Linked DNA regions of Rattus norvegicus: region 1 is linked to region 2. Evidence: chromatin contacts called from public Hi-C data. All regions are on one chromosome and are shown on one strand. The core of a region is the stretch at or near the end of the contact, and the rest is flanking DNA. Distances in the headings are between cores, read along the strand shown.

Region 1 (5,800 bases), core at 2,629-5,128, 270 kb before region 2:
AGTTTGAATTTTCTTTATGCTTTCTAGTATACCCGCTTGTTTTTAAAAATCCATGGAGTTTTTAAATCTAAGCAATAAAAAGAGATATAAACCTGGAGCATGAAAAGACCACTTAATCATGTGCTCAAAATACACTCTTAATTTTGGTTCTTACATAAATGTGCACATAAACAAACACACACACACACACACACACTTTGACAAGGACTCAAGTGTGCATTGTTCATTTGTCAATTACACAGGCATTGCTTTTAGCAGCTGTGCAGAGAATGAGCTAAGGCAGAGAGTTGTTCAGTGAACAAGAGACACCAAGCCATGGCCTCTGTGTTTCCCATTGTCCAATAACAAGAACTTCTACTTGACTATAAGTATGAATTTGAAAAAAAATTGTATACTCTTTTCAACACAAAATGTAGAAAAACTTGTAAATCAATAATTCCTGAATACTGACCATTATTGTTTGTTCACTGTAAGTTCTAATTTCACATTGCCTATACATCTACATGCAATAGACTTCATGTGACAAGAGCCACTTCAAAGAAGTGATATTAATTAATAATTTTCTGGTAGCATCTCAAACTGGATAGAGCTCTCTATAATCAACTGATCACGGAATCACAAACTGAACCACAGGAAGAAATTGTTGATACACACAATGCCTTCAGGAGAAACGTGTCCCCGCCAGCCAGGAACATGCTGAAAATGGTAAGTTTAAACATATCATCAGTGGAGATGCATGGGGCACTGGGGGCATTTCCTACATCGTTACTTAGTCCTATGTACTGTTACTATGCCAATTGTTCGGTCATTGCAACAAATCTATGACATAGCAGCAGAAGAACCTGAGTCTAAGAGGATGTGAGTAACTCTCCCATGTACATGACAGAGCAGTTCAGATATGTGACAAGGATTTGAGAATCAGGATGTTCGAATTCATAGCTAAAAAATTAGACAGACATTAAACACTAGTATTGAATTTCATTGAATTCCATAGAAATCTAGAGACCCAGCGTGGCAGTGCAAAACCTGATGGCTACTATCACAAGACAAATTTAGGGACCTTGGTCATCATCCTTGGGCACAAGAGAGCCAAGAGTGATGGAGTTCAGATAATAATGCAGGCCCTAGAGCAAGAGTTTTCAACCTATGGTTTTTAGTCACTTTGGAGGGCCACATAGCATGTTTGTATTATAGTTTACAACATTAAAAAATTACAGCTATGAAGTAGAAACAGAGTAAATTTATGGTTAGTGGTCACCACTATAGGAGGAACTTTACTAAAGAGTCACAGCATTAGGGAGGTTAGGAAATACTGCCCTAGAGGGGGATCCTAAATGACAGTACTCTCTTGTGAACAATGGAGAGGAAGCAACAAGAGAAAAAAACATGTAATTTCTGAAAAATTATCTCTGGACCACTTTAAAAAGTAATAGTATTATTTGATAAACTATCTTAAAAGGGTTAGTTGCCGTAGGAATCCATGTTTGTGCTACTCTTAATAAATGTTCTTGAGCCAACCATAGTGGTTCATATCCAGAATCCCAGTATTCAGATAGACTACCAGGCTGAGGCTAAGGATAAGGGTATGTACAAATCTAAACTAGGCGGTTGGTGAGCTCCTGAAGAAATATTCTTATAATTAGTAAAAGTAATTTAGTTTATTTAATTTTGCACTACAGCTGTCTCCATTTCAAGGAGTCTCAAGAATATAATCTGTTTTATGCTAAATCCTTCATTCAAGGGAAGATCGCCAGAGACTCTGATCTTAATTATATTAAAGATAATTTCCATCTCCTTTCTGCCAGATGAACAAACAACTATTTCTAGGATTGCCTCTCTATTGCGAAGTCCTATTGTATACAGAAAGTAATTTTGGCGTTTTATATTTCCTCAGCTGGACACACACACACACATGAAAGAGTAATCTTTCTTAACTTGAAAAATGGAAAAAAAATTTGTTTTGTAGGGGCTGGGGATTTAGCTCAGTGGTAGAGCGCTTGCCTAGGAAGCACAAGGCCCTGGGTTCGGTCCCCAGCTCCGAAAAAAGAACCACAAAAAAAAAAAAAAAAAAAAAAAAAGAATAGTCTTACAGCCAGAATACAGCAAATTCAGAGGCGAATGCCAGCAGCAAACCACTGAACTGAGAATAGGTCCCCGTTGAAGGAATCAGAGAAAGAACTGGAAGAGCTTGAAGGGGCTCGAGACCCCAAAAGTACAACAATGTCAAGCAACCAGAGCTTCCAGGGACTAAGCCACTACCTAAAGACTATACATGGACTGACCCTGGACTCTGACCTCATAGGTAGCAATGAATATCCTAGTAAGAGCACCAGTGGAAGGGGAAGCCCTGGGTCCTGCTAAGACTGAACCCCCAGTGAACTAGACTATGGGGGGAGGGCGGCAATGGGGGGAGGGTTGGGAGGGGAACACCCATAAGGAAGGGGAGGGGGGAGGGGGATGTTTGCCCGGAAACCGGGAAAGGGAATAACACTTGAAATGTATATAAGAAATACTCAAGTTAATAAAAAAAAAAAAAAAAAAAAAAAAATGTGTTTTGTATGCTGTCAGCTAGAAGAGTAATTCTGCGATAGAGCCACTAGATGGCAGCATAGACACAGTAATTATCTTCTTAGCGTCCATGCTGAGAAAAATTGACTTTTTCTCTAGAGCGATGGCAATAATTCTAATGCTGCTTTCTATATTGTTATTAAGTCCAGTGAACTTAGTGTGTTCTAAAGATTTGATTCAAACACCAAGCTCAAAACACAGAAGCAGTGGAAAATGAGTCCAAAAGGAATTGTAATTGTTCTTACATCCTTAGAGAATTTATACAAAAGTATGTGAGTAAAGCAAGTAAATTCTATAATTGTGGCTGACAGTGTAGCACGTAGCAGACTATGGGGATGCTGGTTTCAGGAGTGTCAGGATGTCACCACTACTCCCATGTAGGCATTTCTGAGTGGTTTAAAAACAATGCTTAAACTGAGCCCATACTACACTAATTCTGCCTACATGAAGAGTTCAGAATACTCTCAATTAACTGATTCAAATTCTCTGTTGTGTGACACTTAAAAGCTTTAAAACTCTGGTTCTCAGCTGGAGAGATGGCTTCGTAGAAAAGAGCACTGGTTGCTCTTCCACAGAACCCATGTTCAATTTCCAACGCCCACAGGGCAGTTCACAACTAACCGTCTGTAACTCCTTTTCCAGGTGATCTGACAGAACCACACAGACACACCCGTAGGCAAACCACCAATGACATTAAAAAATAAAATTAAAAAAAAAACATTGTCACACGCAGGAAAATATTGCTCAGGGGCAGTTCTCTCTTTTCAGGTTAGTTGGTATCAAGTTGACAAAAACTAGCCAGCATTGAGGAAGAATAACTGACAAGTTATTGGGTTACCTTTCTGATTTTGATCTGTTTTCATGAAACTCTTTACTTAAATTCTGAGAAACAAGCTATGGTCTGAAAGTTATGACGTAGTTTTAAATTGTAACATCACAGGAAACTGAGATGAATTACACACTTGTCTTCTTTTTGTTCCTACTAGAATACTTAAGGAAAATGTCACCATGTAAAAGTTCTGTTTCCACTAGAAAAGATGTGACAAGTCCACTTTCTTTTCTTTTCTTTTCTTTTTTTTTTTTTTTTTTTTACAAAAAGCAAGAATCTTAGGTAAAGAAAGCCAATTTCATTGTGTTTCTTGGTATCTTAGGTAGAGAAAGCCAATTTCACTGTGTTTCTGGGTATCTTATGTAGAGAAAGCCAATTTCATTCTTTTCTTGCATCATAGAGTTGGAGTTCAGCTGCTGCAGAAAATGCTAGAATTCTGGCGAGGTACTGCGACAAGTCAGACAGTGACTCACTTGAAAGGAGACTACCAAGTATGTTTGGGTCTGTAGGACTCAACTTGTATTAAATAGCTTTCCCAACACTGGAATAAAATGCTTGCAGGGGAGTGTGGTGGGAGATCACTTTAAAAGGTGGAGTTTTGTTTTTATTTCATGGCTTCAGAAAGTACAGTCCATGGCTTTTCAGCTTGAGTGATTTGGGACAGAACTGAGGCCACATGAGATGATAGAGGGTAGAGTAAAGAAGGCTGTTCCCCGCTATTAGAAAAGAAACTGGATAGAGAGAAAAAAAATAATAGGAAGAAAGTACACTGTTGACATGGATCTTCAAAGATCGAACTCTGTCACATGGACTCCATTTCTCAAAGCACCTACAACCCACTCAGCTACATCATCTATTGAACACGTTTCAACAGGTGAGAGCTTGTGGGACAGTTTAGATAAAACTGAATTTTAAATAAATAAAGATATTAATGAATAGATTACACCTCAAAAAAAAAAGCATTCACACAAGCAACTGGACAATAGAAAGCTAACAGATTTAATCTACAATAACCTTCAACTATCCTTGATGGTAGATTGTACCTTGATACACATTGCTTTTGATTTTTAAAGTTTGGATATTCTTAATTTTGGAGTTTAAGCTCTCATCCATGGGAGGAAGCAATCATGACAAGCAGCATTAAAGCATTGATTACATCTGGATAGCTGGGAAGTTTCCATCCAATGCTATCTTAGTTGTCCACAATTTCAGAGTGGGGATTTCCTTAGTTTTGGAGCACAGAGACATGAGGAACTGTGGAACTACCCAGATAAACAATTTTGAGTTCTCAAAGACAGGCTCAGTTTTGTCATATAAACTGAACAACTACTACCCAATATTTAATGCATCATATGGAATTTCACAACATTTTAAGGAATGCTTTCTTCCAAACTAACTTTAAAAAATACACATACAACTTTATGCCTACAGATTATTGGTACTCTTATGATATGGTGTTCAACAATGGGGCTGTCTTTATATTCTAGAGAAAGACAGATTATTCTTCAGTACCATATCTACCTGAAGCATGTATGATAAATGTGTCTAATGTCTTTAAGAATGTGTTCCCTCTTTGTAACTGCTTTTATCTCTAGAGCTTGTTCACTTACAGCTACCACAGCTCATACAGACTTTTACCATCATTTTAGACCTGTTAGGAGACAGGTTGAGAGATCTGAAGGCTTGAAGGGGCTCGAGACCCCATATGTACAACAATGCCAAGCAACCAGAGCTTCCAGGGACTAAGCCACTACCTAAAGACTATACATGGACTGACCCTGGATTCTGACCCCATAGGTTGCAATGAATATCCTAGTAAGAGCACCAGTGGAAGGGGAAGCCCTTGGTCCTGTTAAGACTGAACCCCCAGTGAACTAGATTGTTGGGGGGAGGGCGGCAATGGGGGGAGGATGGGGAGGGGAACACCCATAAAGAAGGGGAGGGGGGAGGGGGATGTTTGCCCGGAAACCGGGAAAGGGAATAACACTCGAAATGTATATAAGAAATACTCAAGTTAATAAAAATAAATAAATAAAGCTTTCTCATCATCTGTCTCACCAGACTTGACACACCATACTCATTGAGCAAAACAGATAGACAACCGAGTTTATTTTCTGTTTTAAAACAATGCCTAGGTGACCCTTAAAACATTTTTGAAGTAAAATGAGGAGAACATCTGTGTTCTACTTTATAAAAATATTATACAGCCATCTTTCCTCATTTCAGATACATTTTGTGGAGAAAATATGCATATGGAAAACTATCCCTCTTCCTGGTCAAATGTAATTGAAATCTGGTACAATGAGTCGAAATATTTCAAATACGGAGAATGGCCATCCACAGATGATGACATTGAAACTTATCACTACACCCAGGTAATCTGTATCCTTCCAGATACACACA
Region 2 (5,789 bases), core at 1,728-4,227:
GGTGGCGAAGTGATAGTGATGTCTGAGTAGCATAATTAGTGTCAAACTAAAATAATTTATAAGGAAAACAAGCAAACCAAAAAGATGACCCAATGCTCATAAAGCAAACGGGTTTAGACTGCTACTGAAAAAAAAAGCGTGGGGAGGGGAAAGTGGTAGGTTAGGAGGCTTAGATCTTAAGCAAGAAAAAAATATAAATCTCTGTGTGTATCAATGATGTTTCTAAATGAGAAACCTGACTTAGCTCGTCCATTAAGGGACATGATAGGAAACACAGTTTAACAGACAATACAGAAATAGAAGGTTCTAAAGCTGAGCCACATTCTGGACTAATAACCATGCTTATCTTTTGTGTGAAGTAATCATGAAACTATGAGTAACATTTGAAAAGGAAACATACTTCGCAAATTTTAAATCTTTGATTATATTCTGTAACTCTTTCTCTCCTCCCATAATATAGTACATGGCTTCCCAGCTTAGGTAATTAAAATGTATTGATTCTAACATGTATAATAAAAAAAAAAAACAAAAGCATACGTTAATATTTGGTAGAGGATGAAAAACACAGAAGTGAATGCCTGCTCTACAAAGAGGTACCTTGCAAATAAAAGAATCGAAACATCTTAGAAGCGAGGGGCAAGTGAAATAAAAGGGATTCATCTTCTCAAAACTGTAGAAATGGGCAAGCAGAAAGAGGCAGTAAAAATTTCTAAAAGTCCAGCACTGAAAGCATCTCGGGAAGGAGTGCCAGATTAGAGGTTCTGGATCTGTAACTAGAAAATTAATTTCTGAGATAAAATCCTGCAGGAGGTTCATGGAAGCATAGCTTTTAAGGTAAAGTTCATTGCTTTTCTGTTCTGCCCCCGAGGGCTCTATTAGGTATGCACAATTAAAATTAAGGGAAACATCCTATTCTTTGCAGCTGGATTTAGAATATTTAAAAAAAAAAAACTAACCAATGAGTATTTCTGTTTCTTACATGCTTTCTTACTTTTAAAATGAGTTTTCACTGATTTATTTTCTCAATACTGAGATAATGACATTTCTATTTATTTCATAAGCTAAGATTTCAAATGTTATCCCTTACTAATTATCGCTTTCAAGCAATTCTTTATTCGTACCCTGATACTGATTTTAGCTTGCACATTAGTAGACGTATCAGTGAATTTTATTTTTTTCTTTTTAAAAAGAAAATTGTGTTAACCAAGTACTTCCTTTCCTTATTTAGGGGAAAAATATTACCACGATCTAATTATAACTGAGTTATATTTAAATAATGATGTTCTGTTAATTTGGGTCATTTTTACCATTTAACCTTCTGACAGCCTGTACTCCATCTTCTCCAATCGCAGACTGTTGTCTCCCACATTCAGAGCGAAATGAGGTTGAAGTAAAGACATCACATTCAACTTACTCAGCTCAGTTCTTTAATAGTTGACACGAGAATGGTTTCTCCCTAGGAAGGACTGTGGGGAATCCTGATGAGATCTTGAAGAGGCTAACAAAGGCGTGACAGAATTAAGATGGGCTGATACGGCTCACTGCTAGCCCTTTACCTGGGTCTTGATACCGAGTAGATGTTAACCAACATTGAGACAAGGTTAGGTTGAGATGTAAAAGCACTGAATTGGTTCTGGCACTGATCGCAGGAAACAGGAAGCAAATGCATTATGACAATTACATGTTGCTGAGGGCCTCTACCCCTGGAAGGGTTTTGCCTTCCAGAAGCTCAAGACTTGCCCCGCCTCCTGTGCTCACATGGCTGACCTTGTCTTCAGTGTTCCATTTGGCACAGCAAGTAGCAGTGTCCCCGCCTCCTATGATGGTGATACAGCCATTGGAGGTGGCCTTTACAACTTCATCCATGAGGGCTTTGGTTCCCTTAGCAAAGCCATCCCATTCAAATACCCCCAGAGGTCCATTCCAAACAATCAGCTTTGCTTGGGCCACAATTTGAGCATTGTTTTTAATGCTCTCAGGGCCGCAATCCAAACCCATCCAGCCAGATGGTATACCAGATTCTACAGTGGCTTGTCCAACTTTAGCATGCTCATCAAACTTGTCACCGGTAACAAAGTCAACAGGAAAGGTTATCTTTACGCCATTCTTTTCTGCCTTGTCCATGATCTCTTTGACGATCTTGGCTCCGTCTTCATCAAACAAGGAAGCACCAATCTTCATGTTCTTGAGTTCTTTCAGGAAGGTGAAAGCCATCGCACCACCAATAATCATGAAATTGACTTTGTCTAACATATTTTTGATAAGTTGGATCTTGTCTGTCACTTTGGCTCCACCAAGAATAGCCAGGAAGGGCCTCTCTGGCTTTTCTAAGACCTTGGAAAAATAATCTAGCTCCTTCTTCATGAGGAACCCAGATGCCTTCTGGGGCAAATTTATTCCCACCATGGAACTGTGAGCCCGATGTGCAGTGCCAAAAGCATCGTTGACGTAGACATCACCGAGTTTGGACAGTGAAGCTCGGAAGGCTTCCACTTTATCAGGCTCAGCGGTAATCTTTTGTCCAGAAGCATCTTTACCCTTCCCTTCTTCCTCCACATGAAAGCGCAGGTTCTCCAGAAGGATTACAGAGCCTTTACCTGGGTTGGCACAGGCTTTCTCTATTTCAGAGCCCACACAGTCCTTTAAGAATATAACGTCCTTGTTCAGTAGGGACTTGAGCTCAGCAGCAACAGGCTGTAATGAGTATTTGTCCGGCATGGGGATACCATCAGGCCGGCCGAGGTGACTCATGAGAACTACGGACGTGGCTCCATTGTCCAGACAGTATTTGATGCTTGGGATGGCAGCCTTGATTCTCTGGTTGTTTGTAATTTGGTTATTCTTCATGGGAACGTTGAAATCTACTCTCATGATGACTCTTTTTTCCTTAACATCCACTTTGTCCAGAGTCAACTTACTAGAAAGAGCCATTTTGATGGTATGCTGAGTGACAACCTCTGCCGGGAGGCTGTCTCGGTGATGATTTTTAACGCTTAAGTCTTGGCCCCGCCCTTCCTTTGTGAGTTCAAAGTCTCCTGTACAATAGCCATTGGTAGACTTTGAAAGGAAATTCGGTTCCGTGATTGGTCCTCCATCCTGTCGATCTTGATTTGGAAAGTTTCACGTGGTACAGACTCAAACTGCCATCCAAGAATACTAAACAGTAAAAGAGAGCACTTGGGGTTAGCGTTGGGAAATCAGATAAAAAGTACTAGAAGGTCAGATTGTTTTTCTCCTGGTTTTTGTTTCCATATCCTTTTTCAAATTGATTAGAAAAGAAAAAGAATAGCCAACCGTAAGATTACAAAAAGGAAAAAATCACAAAATGCGTCCCCACATCCAATCTCTAGTTAAACTGTAAAATTCTCTGCAGTAAAAATGATGAATATTTGAAAAAAGTACTGTTTTTGTTTTGTTTGTAGTCCAAGACAGCATACATGTTTTTTATCCTTAATAAATATTTCTGTTGAGGTCATGGACTGCCCTTAGACTTTGTGATATATTCTAGTTTTATGCGGGAATCATATTTTGTTACCTTACCTTTTATTTTTTTTTTATTTTGTTCATCGATCGATCGACCGATCGATCAATCTGTCTATTTATTTTTAGGCTTTAGTGAGAGAAAGCTCGCTTCTGCAGAAGAGCCAGCCTTCCTACCAAAGGAAACAAACATCACGGTTCTTTCAGATTCAGAAGGTATGTCATTGTGTTTCTTATTTCTTGTTTTCTTACTCCTTGTATTATTGTATAATTTAGAAATAATGAATAAAATATGTGATCCTTGGGTTGAAGGGTTCTACAAGAAATTAAATAAATAAAAAAAATTTCAAAACCCTGCTAAGGGTGGCTGAATAGTGAAACTGGTACAATGTCTTTCTAGCTCTGCATGTTTGTTCAGGATTGCTTAGATTGAATTTTTGAACTTTCATTGTTCTGTTTCTATGATTTCTTGGAGACTGACTGCAATGGCATAGGATCTATAGGATTATCACAATATTAATTATAAAATTTGTGAATGTGGAGAGTATTTTCACACTATAATATCATACCTAACTCTTTTAGTTTTCATTGTTGAGGTATTTTATTTCTTTACTTTTATGCTAGATTTTATTTGTTAGTTTACTTATTTATTTTGAGACTATTGTGAACACCAACGTTCCCATAGCTCTCAGTATGTTGCTATTGCTGTATGGAATGGGTACTAATATTTGTAAGGTAAATTTTTGTCCTGTTTTGCTAAAATGTTGATAATCTGTAAAATTTTTCTATTGGAATTTATGACATCTATATATAATATATCATTGAAAAACAGTGATAATTTGACCTCCTTTCCTATCTGTATGCATTTGGTTTTCTTCTAGTCTTATTGCTGTCGCTGCAGTTTTACGTACTATGTTGTCAAGGTATGAGGCTAGTGGACAGCCCGGTACTTTCCTGATGTAATCAAATAACTGGGTATTTCTCCATGTACCATAAAGTTGGATTTGGGTTTGTCATATAAAGCTTTTATTAGATTTTATATTCCATCCTATGCTATTCTGTCTAGGACTTTTATCATGAAGCCTTGTTGGATGTTGTCAAAGGTCTTTTCTGCATATATATTAAGAAGATAAAATGATCATTTGTCTTTTAGTAATTTATATGATTTATTACATTTATTGGTTTATGTGTATTTATTCAATTTACATCTCCAGAATAAAGCCAAATTGATCCATTTCAATGACCTATTTGACAAACGCCCATATTCTGTTTATAGTGAGGGTATTTCCTATAATCATCAGGGATATTGGCCTTAATAACAATAATAACAATAATAACAATAATAACAATAATAATAAGTAGTAGTAGTATTTTGTATTCTTAATAATTTTAATAATTACTATTTTATCTACTATGTTATATCATGTGTCATATATCATGCATCATGCATTACATATTATGATATATAATATTTTATTATATATTATTCATATTATATAATATATAATATTTATGTGTTTATATATGGTATATAATATATTTTATATATGGTATATAATATATTGCATACTTTACATAATACTATATATTATATGATATAATTTTATATATAGTATATTATAACTCATATATAATATAATATATATAATTAGAAGAATTATTTTACTCTCTGTTTCTTTTTCCCTACCTACCTCATTCCTTTCCCTTTCCATCTTCTTCTTTTCCTTCTTTTCCTCCTCTTTTTCCTGTTAGTGTTTCTTTTTTCTTTCTTTCCTTTCTTTCTTTCTTTTTCTCTCTTTCTGTGTTGTTTGTTTATTTGTTTGTTTGCTTTGTCATAGGCTTATTAATGTGTCCCCAGTTCTAATTCTTATAGCTATGTTTGTTGTTTCCACATAATTTAACTTTGGCATTTGGTTGAATCTAGATATTCTAACATAGTAAAATACACATTTTTAAAGGAATAATTTACACTATTTATTTGTGTTTCTTTAGTGTTCATTGCAATGTCTCCTGGCAAGTGTCTGATTTTGTTACTGTGGATCAACTTTTATTTTTTCTTGTTAGCTGAACCAAGTGTCTTTCCATCTTTTTTTTTTTATTTTAAAGACCACAAAACTTTATTGCTTAAAAAACTAGCCCTTAGTTTCAATGATTTTTTTTTATTTTTTATTTCAATAATTTATGCTCTGATACTTATTATTTCTTGCTGTCTACTGGATTTGGTTTTGGCTTTTTCTTTCTTTTCTGAATGTTTTTTTTAGTTGTATCAGGAATTAATTTGATTAACTCTATGGAATCTTTAGAGGCAC

The links. A called contact is a pair of places that touch in the nucleus more often than the background predicts.
Region 1: a contact with region 2 is called in a Hi-C map of the A7r5 cell line, with 3 times the contacts expected there. The contact joins the enhancer-like site here to the promoter of Pgk2 in region 2. A contact is called at or near these places in 11 of 12 Hi-C or Micro-C datasets (the A7r5 cell line, the Rat2 cell line, frontal cortex and 6 more).

The regions. Positions count from the first base shown.
Region 1 is chr9:28,247,824-28,253,623 of GRCr8, reverse strand. It overlaps Crisp1 (cysteine-rich secretory protein 1), which reads left to right. Exons shown (of 8, transcript NM_001039393.2): 3 at 571-705; 4 at 3,798-3,888; 5 at 5,624-5,772. Among named protein-coding and RNA genes, the nearest start is that of Crisp1, 15 kb to the left of the region's middle. Within about 2 kb of position 3,878, at least 1 of the 93 cell types and tissues checked has an H3K27ac peak or open chromatin away from gene starts, as enhancers often do. A contact at or near this core is called in the A7r5 cell line, where this site is marked.
Region 2 is chr9:27,974,101-27,979,889 of GRCr8, reverse strand. It overlaps Pgk2 (phosphoglycerate kinase 2), which reads right to left and starts at 2,977. Exons shown (of 1, transcript NM_001012130.1): 1 at 1,411-2,977. The coding sequence starts at 2,931. The coding sequence ends at 1,678.